3 separate regions of the Mus musculus genome follow, and regions 1 and 2 are each linked to region 3. The links are chromatin contacts, called in public HiChIP or PLAC-seq and promoter capture Hi-C maps. All regions are on one chromosome and are shown on one strand. Each heading gives the region's core, a stretch centred on a gene start, on an enhancer-like site or on the middle of the called end of the contact. The rest is flanking DNA. Distances are from core to core; before and after follow the strand shown.

Region 1 (3,824 bases), core at 141-2,640, 490 kb after region 3:
ACTACAGGGCTCTGCAGCCATCTGAGTCCTGTCGGTCTGAAGCAAATGCAAGAGGACAAAGACAGCTGACTCCTGCAGAGTAAGGCCCACTTCTATTTGGAGATGCTAACACCCAGGCTCCGTGCTCCTGAGGGAAACAGTACTGCAGTATTGTTCCATGGAGCAGCCGCTGAGGCTCTGCCTCCCCACCACCACCCAAGGCTATCCCTCTACCCTGTATCACATGCTTATATAGCAGAGACAACCTACTCTCTGCTATCTCTATTAGATCTGCGGACAACTTCCTGTGCCACCCCATCCCACCCCCTGGATTCACAAGTGCCTTTCTATACCAGTGCTCTACCAGGGCCATCGCTACCCACTCTGAGAGCCTGCACTCCATGCCTTCTTGACCCTCTCATACTTAGACCTGGCCCTCTATAAAAGAGAATAAAACGTGTCTGCCAAAGTCTGAGTGGCTCCTCCTCAGCTCAAAAGGTATATGCACACATCTGGATTATACCCTAGAGCTAGAAGGAACAACCCATACAACTGAATGAATGCATGAATGGATGGATGAATGAATGAATGAATGAATCTCCCCAAGCTACTTTTCTCAAATCCTAGAACTTCTTGTTAGGAATTCCCCTATATTGATGAGATTTTTAAATGACAAGGAAGACTGAGGTTTCCAGGAGAAGCTGGCTAGCACCCATGGCATCATGGGAAAGGTGGAGGCAACCGGTTGGTGATCTGTTTTATCAGGTCAGCAAGTGCAAAATGAGCCTGGGGTGCTTTTCATATGGTCGTGTGGGAGACTGGCTCTAGAGGCCAGGCAGAAGGTAGCATTTGAGGATGCTGGATGGACGAGCTGGGCTAGGTGGACAGCGCTATGGGCAGGCACCACTAGGTAGAGGGTGCTGGTAGTAGGACCATGCTGGATATGAGGCAGCGGTGAGCATGCAGGGATGCACAGAAGTTGCTGGGTACAGGCAGGGCTGGTTGTGCCTCAGCCACAAAGGCTATATAGGGGAGATGGGAAGGGGAAAAGCAGGCAGGAACATGTTATTTACATTAACCTTGCTGGGGCTTCACACAACATAGTTTCTCCACAGACTGGCCAGGAACCTAGCGTTCTTATCCAACTTAGTAGAGGAGGTTGCAGACCTGTGCCTGACCCCAACCTCCTGTAAGAGTCAAAGAGGGCTCTGAGTCTCTGCGCCTTGCTCTTTCTTATATGATGGCTGCCTGAAGCTGGGCCTGGAAGTAACTACCCTGCTGTGTTGCCTGTTACTGGCCTCTCAAAGAGTCCACCAGTGTGCTTGGATGAGCCAGGCATCCCTAGAGCCTCACTGTCCTGATGAAGCTGTGCACTGGCTGTGACCGTGGCCTGAGTAACCACGGTAACATTGACCTGTGCCCTGGGAATTTCCCAGGGGGCAAGTGGGGCAGGGCCTGATGGCAGAGCTGCCCAGAGTCTCGGCATGCCATCCAAATGCCAAGCGCTTATTAATCTCACAGCACGAGGCTCCAAAGTTATTACCCCCACCCCTGGCCCCTTTGTCTGGGACATAATTGTCTGGCCTGCCTCTCCAATTCTGTGATTAATTGCTTTGGGCGAAGACAGCGCTGCTTAACTCATTCCTTTCTGCACTCATTTCCAAAGACATGGCAGCTGCAGCAGCACTTGACCCTAACCAAACTAGGACCCTGGCCCCAGAGCTTCATTCACCTCATCCACTAGCTGCCAGCCTCAGTTTCCCCATTCCTGAAATGCAGATGAGGCCTCCAACTTACTATTTGTTCTAATCAGCTCCAGTCCCTTGACAAGGACTAGACGTGTTCAAGCATGCCTATCACCCCAGTCAGCCGGTGGCAGGGCCTGTTCGGGAGAGAATAAACCAGAGGAGGAGGCAGAAGAAGGTGGGAGGGGGCATCTCCACAGTATCATGTGACAAGGGCCATCCAAGGCTGGAGGTCTGGGCACCACAGGAGAGGGACATAGAGGGAGAAACAAGGAACAACAAGTAACAAGCTCCGTGTACGTGCTAAGCAATGTCCCAAGCTGGGACAGTGTGACAAGGCTGTCATCTGGCACCTGGAGTGACAGGTAGCAAGATGGAATTGGTATATAGAGGTAGCTGTGCCTTACAAAAACCCTTGGGGGGAAGATTCCTGCTTTGACAGCCAAACAATTTCCTCCTCTTGTTTCCTGTGACTATGTGTGTCTAATGTGACTGTTCACAGGATGGGACATTTCCATCTCTGTCCTGGGGAGTTTGTCCAACAACTGGAAGGCCCCTGGCCATTTCTCAATCACCAGTTTATTTTCTTTATACAACTCTACGAGCCAGAGAGCCAACCAAGGAGGCTGTAGATAACCTCCTATTCAGAGAAGAGCACCAGGCTAGGTGGCAAGCTTAGTTCTGCCAACTCCTGACTGCAGAGAAGGGAGCCCTTGGACCACATGGCTGGGTGCTCAGCTCACTCTGTAGGAAGACAGGAAGCTTAAAGATGCTGAGCTGTGTGCATGACCAGAGGCAGTGTGCAGGGCCACAGAGCTACAGGGCAGTAGGATAACGGAACACAGAGCCTCAGCAAAGTCACTGTGTCTTGCTAATACTCAGCCAGGACTCTCCTTGATCCCAGTAAGCAAGCTTAGAAGTCTTAGAGAAAACTGGTCACCCGTGGCTAGGCCCAGGGCAAGCGACTGAACCATTTAACTGGGGCAAAGTTTAAAGGGACATATGAAAACACTCAGCCACCAGATAAAAAAGATTTTAACATGAATTTGGAAAAAGTTAAAAACAAGGTGACTAAACTATCAAACTTTTCCTTAAAGATAGGGTGAAGTGCTCAGAGTCTGGGAGTGGGGCTCTTGTTTCTATCTATCTATCTATCTATCTATCTATCTATCTATCTATCTATCTATCTATCTATCATCTATCCATCCATCATATATATACATATATGTATATATATGTGTATATATATATATATGTATATATATATATATATCCCTGTCTAGCTACCATCTATCCATCTACCTATCATCTATCTACCTACCTATGTACCTACTACCAATATATCATCTGTTTATCTATCTATTCATTTATCTATTATCTATCATCTACCCACCTACTAACCTATCATCTATCTACCTACCTACCTATCTATCTATTCATCTTTCTATCTGTCTACCTACCATCCCTATCCACCTATCTATCATTTATCTATCTATCCCAGAGGTTCTCAACCATACTAATGCTGCAACCCTTTAATACAATTCTTTATGCTGTGAGGACCCCCAACCATAAAGTTGTTTTTGTTGCTACTTCATAACAGTAATTTTTCTCCTGTTATGAATTATAATATCAGAGACCCCTGTGAAAGCACAGGTTGAGAACCGCTCATCTACCATCTGTCTATAACCTATCATCAACCATACCTATCATCTATCTACTATCATCTGTCATCTGCCATCATACCTATCATCTGTCTTCTATCTACCACCTATCTAGCTCTCCATCTCCCATCTACCACTTATCTGTGTCACCTATGTATCTACCATGCATATCTAGCTGCCGTTTATTTACTTATGTCTTTTCTCCATGTATGGGATCAAACCTAGAGCCTTACACCTGATAGGCAAGTCCTGTACCCACGATTCACATCCTCCAGTCAAAGGAATGATATTTTAATGAAGCCTTTTTGATGTGGGAGGAGCTGAATATCAACTTCATACACTTCATTTTTAACTTAGTCTCTCTGACATATTGTGCAGAGAAGGCTATTTTTGAAGTGGGTCTGCACCATGGAGGGCTAGCACCTGCATTCCCTCACAG
Region 2 (3,688 bases), core at 936-3,435, 440 kb after region 3:
TAGAGTGTTCATTTTTTTTCCAGCACTACAGAGGCTGGAGGTCAACAGGTGGAAGGCAGATGGCAGAGGAAGAGGGTGTGGCACTCCTCCAGGTGTGAGGATAATTCGTTCTCAGCAGCAGCAGCAGCAGCAGGACAAGTCAATGACCACAGCTACAGAAGAGTCTGGGAACAGCAGAATGGAATTGACCATCCTGAGCAGCATATGCTGAAGGCAGCTTGGTGCTGCACAGTGTCTCTGTCCCCCCACTATGCAAGCAAGAGCAGGAAATATCTTTTCTTTTGGTCAATAAAGTCATGTGGGACCAGAATTAGGGCCCTGAGCTCTGGGTAGGCATCGCTGAAGGTGTGGCAGGGTAGGATCTGTCTTCAGTCACTGGAGGTTTTCTCCTGGCAACAGACATGTAAGGACTACATGAAAAATATCATGAAAATTCCTTTGGGAGAACTAGGAACTGGGCATGGATTTGAAGAGAAAGTAACCCTTGGGAAAACTTTGAGGAATGAATATGGGGCAACACTAGGCAGAATAGATGGAACAACATGGAGACTGGAGATTGGGAAGCTTGTAGGAAACAAGACAGACAGACAGACAGACAGGCCTCGGGGAGGTGGGGTACAAGGCACAGAGTAGAAATAAGCTAATGATACAGAAGATATGTAGGAAGAACTGGAAAGGCTTTAAAATGCTAGAATTGAGGTCTATGGATTTTATCCTCATGCAGAGTGATTGGGAGGTTCGAAGGCATGGAAGATGTGGGCAGACTTGCATCTTATAAAATGTAATCAGGGAGCTGAGTGGAGGTTGGATGAGGGGATGAGCTGGAGCAGATGGGAACCATTTGGGATACTTCAGTCATCCAGGTGAGCAACTGGCTAGCTTGTGCCAGTAGTATTGCTGTGAGCCTGGAAGGTTGGCAGGAACAACAGAGATGTGAGCATCGGGGATGAACAGGGCTGTGCTGTGTCAGGATGAAATCTAAGGAATGGTGGTGGATTTTTAGGTCACTTAGGAATGGGGATCTGTGAGACACAGGAGAGAACAAGGAATAGAAGTGAGGGCTCAAGGTCAAAGCTAGGATTATCACAGTCTCCTATTTGAAAAGGTTTGTCCATCTGAGGACACATCAAAAATCCTTTTTATTTCTCCACTGCTAGGCAGAGCACCAAGGGGTCTGCTTTCTTGTGTCCCAGAGACCTGCAACAACGATAACAGATGAGCTCTGGAAGCTTTATTTCATCACCACCCAACACCTTCAGTGCACAAAAACTCCAACCTAGACAACAGCCCTGGCTAATAAATTAGCCGTCTGAAATCAATTATAGCTTGACAAAGTGGTTTTTCTCAGCCTCTTGTCTTCTTAAAAGTTGGAGGGGTAGGAAGAAACACTCCTCACCCAGGGAGAAGCAACTAGCAAAAAGAAGAGAAACGATCATCAAGTTTTTTTCTGCTAGCCATGGCTCTGTGCACAGGCAGAACCTTGATTCCCCAACAGGATGTTATTTCTGAGACCTTAAGAGGGCACAAATAACCAGGCATTTACTTGAATAAGGTCAGTGTTCCTAAGGAACAATTAGTAAGCCAGGGAAAATGTGCCAATAAATGCTGATGGAATTAATACGCCGACAGAGAGTGCATCATTAACTCACTCATTCACAGAAGAGGAGCAAAGATCAATACTTGCAGAACACCCACTGAAGCCAGGGTCAAGAGGCATCTCACCCACATCCACAGAAGTGGATTTTTCTGTCCCTATTTTGCCCAAAAGGAAGTTGAGTCACAGGACTTTAAGTGTCTTGTTCAGAATTGAAACTACTGATCTGCTGAGTTGGAATTCACCTAAGTGTGTTCTGGGGCTAGAAATCTCAGGGTAGAAATGTCCTAATGGTGCAGAACACAGGGAGGTAGAGGCTGAGCGAAGGGAAACTAGAACAAGAAGTATTTCCAGAATGGGAACATGTTTCCCATTGTAATTGGTCTTGAAGAGCAGTTTGGGGGGCGGCTGGGGCACTGCAAAGGGTGGGGGCTATAAAACCGCAGACTTTTCAAGACTAACTTTATAGTTTCCATCTATTCCTGACTTCATTTAAGCCTGAAACATTACTGGGAACATAGTCAGAGCCAAAGCCGGTGCCCCTCCCTCCTCCTTGTGCACCGGCTCGTAAAGATTCTGGGCAGCAGCTGCAGCCATTGAAACGGTTTTCATTTCCTTCCTTTGTGTGAGCTGCAAGGAAGCACAGAAAGAGGGAGTGGGGGTGGGTCTGATAAATGATTCCCCAGGAAGGCAACTTCATAAATGGGATGGAATTAAAATACAAGATGCTCGAAGCCCTCCTACTCGCTCATGGTTAATGCCGAAGTGCGCTGGAGCCTTGGCTTTATTCACTTGACTCTGACGGCTTTGCTTATGAGTTGTAAATCTGCTGGGAGAAAGTGAGTTTGGAGCAACAGACGGCTGCAATGCTTTCTCTAGTTGATGTGCTCAGAAATGGAGTATTCCTGCCAGTTGGGCTCAGCAAATTCTTCTTGAGTGTACAGAGAGCAGACAATATGCGGTTCAGGACCATGGACAGCTCCCTGTCCCAGGCGCCTGCTCTGGCTAACAGGGCTGTTTCAGGACCTCGGACAGGACTTTTCTCAGCCACTGATGATCTAATCTGGAAGTCCTAGCTAGGGAAGACAGAGAGGGTTAGCTGGAGAAGGTCTCCAGTCTTGGTTGCTCTTAGGCTGATGGAGCCTGGCACGGATAACAGAATGAGTTAACGACAGATGGTACAAAGGGATGCATTTCATGAAATAAAAATGGTAACTTCTCACACCTACAAGGCCAAGCGCAATGGACAATACTGTACACAGCTTCTGCCACACGTTCCTAACAATACACCATAAGGCAGGCTGACCCATTTCTGAATTTGAAGGTCAACTTGAGCTCACATCCTTGAAAAGGTCACTCAGAGAATCAGGAGCAATGCCAGAGTCACAGCATGCTCTCCCAGAAGATAAGGACCAAATTGGAGGTGGGGCTGGTAGGAAGTCTGGCTTAAGACACCACTGTCTTCTCTGCTATTTCATTAATAACGTTAATGAAAACACACACTCTCTCTCTAAGACACAAATTCCAATCATGTCACTTCTCCAGTTTTAAATCCTTTAAGTGTTGGTTCCCTATGACCACAGGAAAAAGGGAAAACATTTTAAAAGACATTCAAAGCTTTTCTAAGCCTTACCAGCCCGCTTTGCCAGCACCAACTCTTGGCACTTTTTCCCAAATACCTCAGCTTTCAGGGCCAGGGTAGTGGTGCCAGAGAGTCCTGTCCGGTGGCTTGGTGCACTCACTGTCCTCTTGTCTGCAGGGATCTTCCGACCCTAGCTGAGGGTGTGTGATAAACAGACTCTGTCTCTTAACCAAGCTTCACCACCAATATCTCAGCCTCCATGAGGCTTACACCAGCCCAACAGGCAGAGCTTAATATTCTGTTCAGTGTTTGCACACGGCTTTGTTTTAACCTCAATTATCACATTTATCACACTATAGTCTAATTATTTGGGCACATTACTTTCTTCCCAACTAAGCTGTGAGCACCTCCAGGGCAGAGACTCCAGCAGATTTCTCTCTGTTTACCCTGCCAATACTGAGATGCAAACGCTCACAGGGTGTGCTTCTAAAGAGAACCTGGGCCCAGAAGAG
Region 3 (3,735 bases), core at 404-2,903:
CAGGAGGGGGCGGGGGCCATGCTCATTCCTAGAGGCAACGGCACGCAGCTCCGAAAGAGCGCAGCGGCAGCGGAGGCTGGTGGCCTCTGCCCACTGGAGAAACGCAACCGGGAGTGCTCGGTGCCCAGCTCCGCTGCTTCGGTCGGAGAGGGCAGCGGGCCGACCCAAAGTTCAGGGCAGCCTATCTGCGCCGCCTGTCCAACCGAACAGGAAAGAACACCGGGAAGGAATGAGCTAGGGCGTATGCGCGTGTCAGTTGTGATGGTGGGGGCGCGAGGACAGCCCTTTTTTCCGAATTTGGAGATAAGCCTCCGGGGGTCTCCTCTGCCATTGTCGGGTCTGTAGGTGAGAGCTGTGACGGGAAGTCTGGGGGCTTTTCTGCCCGCCTCCAGCTCTGTGCTGGGGGTGGGGATGAGATGCAGCCGGGCCCTATAATATATGTAACGGGCTCTGGGTAAGATCAGGGAATGGGGGACACACCGGGTTGTCTCTCGCGAGCCTCCTTGGGCCAGCATAGGGAGCCAGGTGGGGCTCCCTCAGACCCCTGCTAGCATCTCTGTGTCGGAACACCACGGGAACGCCTTCCCCAGCGCGCCCTGGGTCTGTGGGGGTAATAGAGCAGGGGGTGCTTCTCTGACTGAGCCTGCCAGGTTGGCCCGGCTCTGCCTGGTAAGGATGAGGGGGAGGTGAGGAGCACCAAGAAGCCTCTCCCACGTCCAGGGCGCCCCCTCCTCAGCCCGCCCAATGCGGGATCGCAGGGACCTGCCAGATTCCATTGCCGCCGCTAGAAGAGGAAGGGGGCTGGGGAAATGGGGCTTGGGGGGGGGCTTTCAAACTCCCGAGCTCCAAGCCTAATCCTGAGAGCTGCGAAGCTCCAAACGGCGAAGTTAGGAAGTCCGGGAGGCCATCCCTCCTCCGACCCCCTCCCAGAGCGAGACGCCCCCTTTCGCCGCGCCCCCACCCCCTTCGGAGCCGTTCTTACCTTCCCCAGCAGCAGAGGCCCCACGGGCGAGCAAGGACTTGATCCAGCGACTTGCAAAGCCCCCGGAGCGCACCGCGTCGCCAGCGGCCGAGCCGCGCGCCCGATCCGAGCTGGGGCTACTGTCGCTGCCGCCCCCGACTCGCTTTGGGCCCCGCCGAGACGTTCCCAAGAGCGCACCCGCGGGCGCTCTCAGGCTCCTCCCCACCCCCTGCCTGGCGGAGCCCCCCGGGCGCCAGAAGGGTCCGGATGCCCTGGCTGCGGGCTGTGCTGGGCGCGCGGGCCCGGAGGCTGGCCAGGACGCGGCGCGGACGCCTGTGCCGCCGGCTCGCCCGCTCAGCTCGCTCTGCCGGGGCCGCCGCCAACGCCGCGCCCGCCGCCGCCGCCGCCACCACCGCCTGCGCCCGCCGCTCCCTCTCCGGCCGCGCCGCCGCTCCGGTCCTCTCGCCTGCCCGGCTCTTCTCGCCTTTTTTCCCTTCCTGGGGGCGGGGGGGGGGGAGCGGAGCGGAGCCGGGGGCGGGGCGGCGCGGGCAGAAGGAGGAGGAGGCCGAGGACGCGGAGAAGGAGGAGGAGAGAGGCAAGCTGCTCCCCCGCCCGGCTGCCGGCGCTCCCCAATCTCTCGCTCTCTGAAACTGGATCCCGAATCGGGAGCCAGAGACTGCATTACGGATTACATCAGGCTTTATAGAGCTTCCAGATCACACATTAGAGGGGGAGCGCGAGCGGGGGGCGGGTTGGGAGGAGGGGAGCGGGATCACGGAGAAGGAGTGCGACGCTCAGGCGAGCGCACCTAAGACAGCCGACTCCTGCCCCACGCAGCAGGAAAGCCAAGAGTTGGGACTGTGCTCTCCTCCAGGAGCAGGGGAGTGGCTGCATCTGGGTGACAAGTGGTGGACCAACAAACGGATGGTTGGAGAAGAGGAGTTAAGGGCTGTGCACAGACCAATAGGTGTGTGGGTGGTGGAGGCAGGTGAATGTAGGTAGAGGCTGTCGGGAGGGTTGATGGATGGACAGGTAGCCATCAGGGTCAGGGTCGGTGGAATTGCGGAGGCGGGTGAGGGTGAGCAGGACTGGAAGAAAGTGGATTTGGTGGGTGGCACCATGGGGAGGGCTACATAGATGGGTGGGCCACGCAGATGGAAGGATGATGCATGCATAGGTGGATGAGTGGGTGGGTGGGTTGGATGAGTGATGGGTAAAGAGATGGAGTCAGAGGCAGGGACTGGGGCCCTTCCAGGGAGAGCAGGGGTGGGGCACTGAACCACTTCATTTGGGCCTGACCGGTCTAGACTTTCTGTCCTGTGATGCTGAGAGGAGGGGAGCCCGCCAGGGACAGAGTCAAAGGGGGGTGGGTTTTAAAGTGTCCCTGCCTGCCAGTTTCCATCCATGGGTGGAGAGAGACCTCAGTTGCTTTGTCTTCCATCATAAGATCCCTGGTTCCTCCTCTGTTAGGGACCCAAAGGGGTGCCTCTCTCTATAAGGTATGTTCACCCATACATCCCAGGACAACAATGGATGTGACCCAACACATATGTAGGCCACAATGCCATGTTTCAATGTCAAAAGATTTGACACTCTAGGTCTAGGCTGACAACAAGAGTCCTGGAAACCCTGGCCTCAGAAAAGTTGCCTTGTGTTCTTTTCCACCAAGATGCTTCTGCATCAGACCCCTTGCTCCTGTTTCACAATTTGTGATTTGCCCTGAACTCAAAACCTTTTGTACAGGGCCCACTACTTTGCACACTTTAGCAGACCAGTGGCAGTACCATTGCTACCCAAGGACACATGGGGTCCGGATGTTTGCATCTCTCTTCGGAGGCCACTGTCAACAACAATACAAACTCACAGCCACTGTCAGCACTCTCCCTGCCAGGTGTCAGGACCCACACTGCTGTCCTGTAACTCCCACTAAAACATCTTATCAGTTCCATCAACATCACAGTCAACCTACACCTCTCTCTCTCTCTCTCTCTCTCTCTGTGTGTGTGTGTGTGTGTGTGTGTGTGTGTGTGTGTGTGTTGGGAAGCACCTCAAGCCAATTAGATACCCAGGCACTGAACGTGGTACTCTGCATACCAGTTACTCCTGCAAGGCCTCACCTTGCAAGGGTGTCCTGAGGGACCGAGAGCAGGACCACACTAAAGCCCAGACCATCCTATTCGTCAGTACCCTGTTCACTTAGGCTTCTTGAGAAATGCCATTCTTCCCAAGGTATTTGAAATCCCAGAAAGGAGGCGGCATACCTCCCAGGAGACCTCTCACGACCCTCATCTGCTCCTGCTGGGCCTCTGAATCTTCCAGCCCCTGGAGTTTAGTTAGCCCTGCTTTGGCCTTTTTTAGCTGCAGTAACAGCCTGTGGTCACCAGGGGGCCTCTGATATCAGGCCAAGAGACAGCTGAGCAGCAGCGAGGCTGAGTCAGGATCCAAGCACTTTCCACACTTGTTTCTTGCTGATAAGAGAAGACAGCAGAAATCCCTGGCAGGGATCTGGGGATCTGACCTGGAGGCTCTTGGGGCAAGGCTGAGACCTGCTTGGCCTGGGATATCAGGGCAAAAAGGGGATATCCTTCTGAGGATAAGGGGCTAACCGTTCCTCTCCCTGTGTGGGAACTCATTCTTGCCCCTCTGACTGCTGCTCTCTGCAATTTTCCCTCACCCAAGTTTCTGATTCAGAGTCCAGACGGTGCAAGGTAAGACCTCAATGGGATCCCCTTCTATCTTTGCAGACGAGAGCAATGTCAGAGGCAGGGAATGCC

What was found. Promoter capture Hi-C pulls out the DNA fragments that hold promoters and counts their contacts. HiChIP or PLAC-seq counts read pairs in DNA pulled down with a chosen protein or histone mark.
Region 1: an H3K4me3 HiChIP or PLAC-seq map of stem cell-derived neural progenitor cells shows a contact between it and region 3, with 27 read pairs. The contact joins the enhancer-like site here to the promoter of Adgrb1 in region 3. A contact is called at or near these places in 12 of 39 promoter capture datasets (the 3T3-L1 cell line, 3T3-L1-derived adipocytes, the C10 cell line and 7 more), 1 of 15 datasets of contacts at CTCF or cohesin (the NIH/3T3 cell line) and 10 of 115 datasets of contacts at active chromatin or transcription factors (embryonic basal ganglia, embryonic forebrain, embryonic hindbrain and 6 more).
Region 2: a contact with region 3 is called in a promoter capture Hi-C map of second pharyngeal arch cranial neural crest, with 4 times the contacts expected there. The contact joins the enhancer-like site here to the promoter of Adgrb1 in region 3. A contact is called at or near these places in 9 of 39 promoter capture datasets (the 3T3-L1 cell line, cranial neural crest, frontonasal cranial neural crest and 5 more), 1 of 15 datasets of contacts at CTCF or cohesin (the NIH/3T3 cell line), 1 of 484 Hi-C or Micro-C datasets (embryonic stem cells), 15 of 115 datasets of contacts at active chromatin or transcription factors (SST interneurons, acute myeloid leukemia, craniofacial prominence and 8 more) and 1 of 9 other capture datasets (embryonic stem cells).

What each region holds. Positions count from the first base shown.
Region 1 is chr15:74,023,932-74,027,755 of GRCm38.p6, reverse strand. No RefSeq gene overlaps it. Among named protein-coding and RNA genes, the nearest start is that of Gm32405, 26 kb to the right of the region's middle. Within about 2 kb of position 1,390, at least 6 of the 459 cell types and tissues checked have an H3K27ac peak or open chromatin away from gene starts, as enhancers often do. A contact at or near this core is called in stem cell-derived neural progenitor cells, where this site is marked.
Region 2 is chr15:74,075,043-74,078,730 of GRCm38.p6, reverse strand. No RefSeq gene overlaps it. Among named protein-coding and RNA genes, the nearest start is that of Gm32405, 77 kb to the right of the region's middle. Within about 2 kb of position 2,185, at least 74 of the 459 cell types and tissues checked have an H3K27ac peak or open chromatin away from gene starts, as enhancers often do. A contact at or near this core is called in SST interneurons, craniofacial prominence, embryonic basal ganglia and 2 more, where this site is marked.
Region 3 is chr15:74,514,114-74,517,848 of GRCm38.p6, reverse strand. It overlaps Adgrb1 (adhesion G protein-coupled receptor B1), which reads right to left and starts at 1,653. Exons shown (of 31, transcript NM_174991.3): 1 at 983-1,653.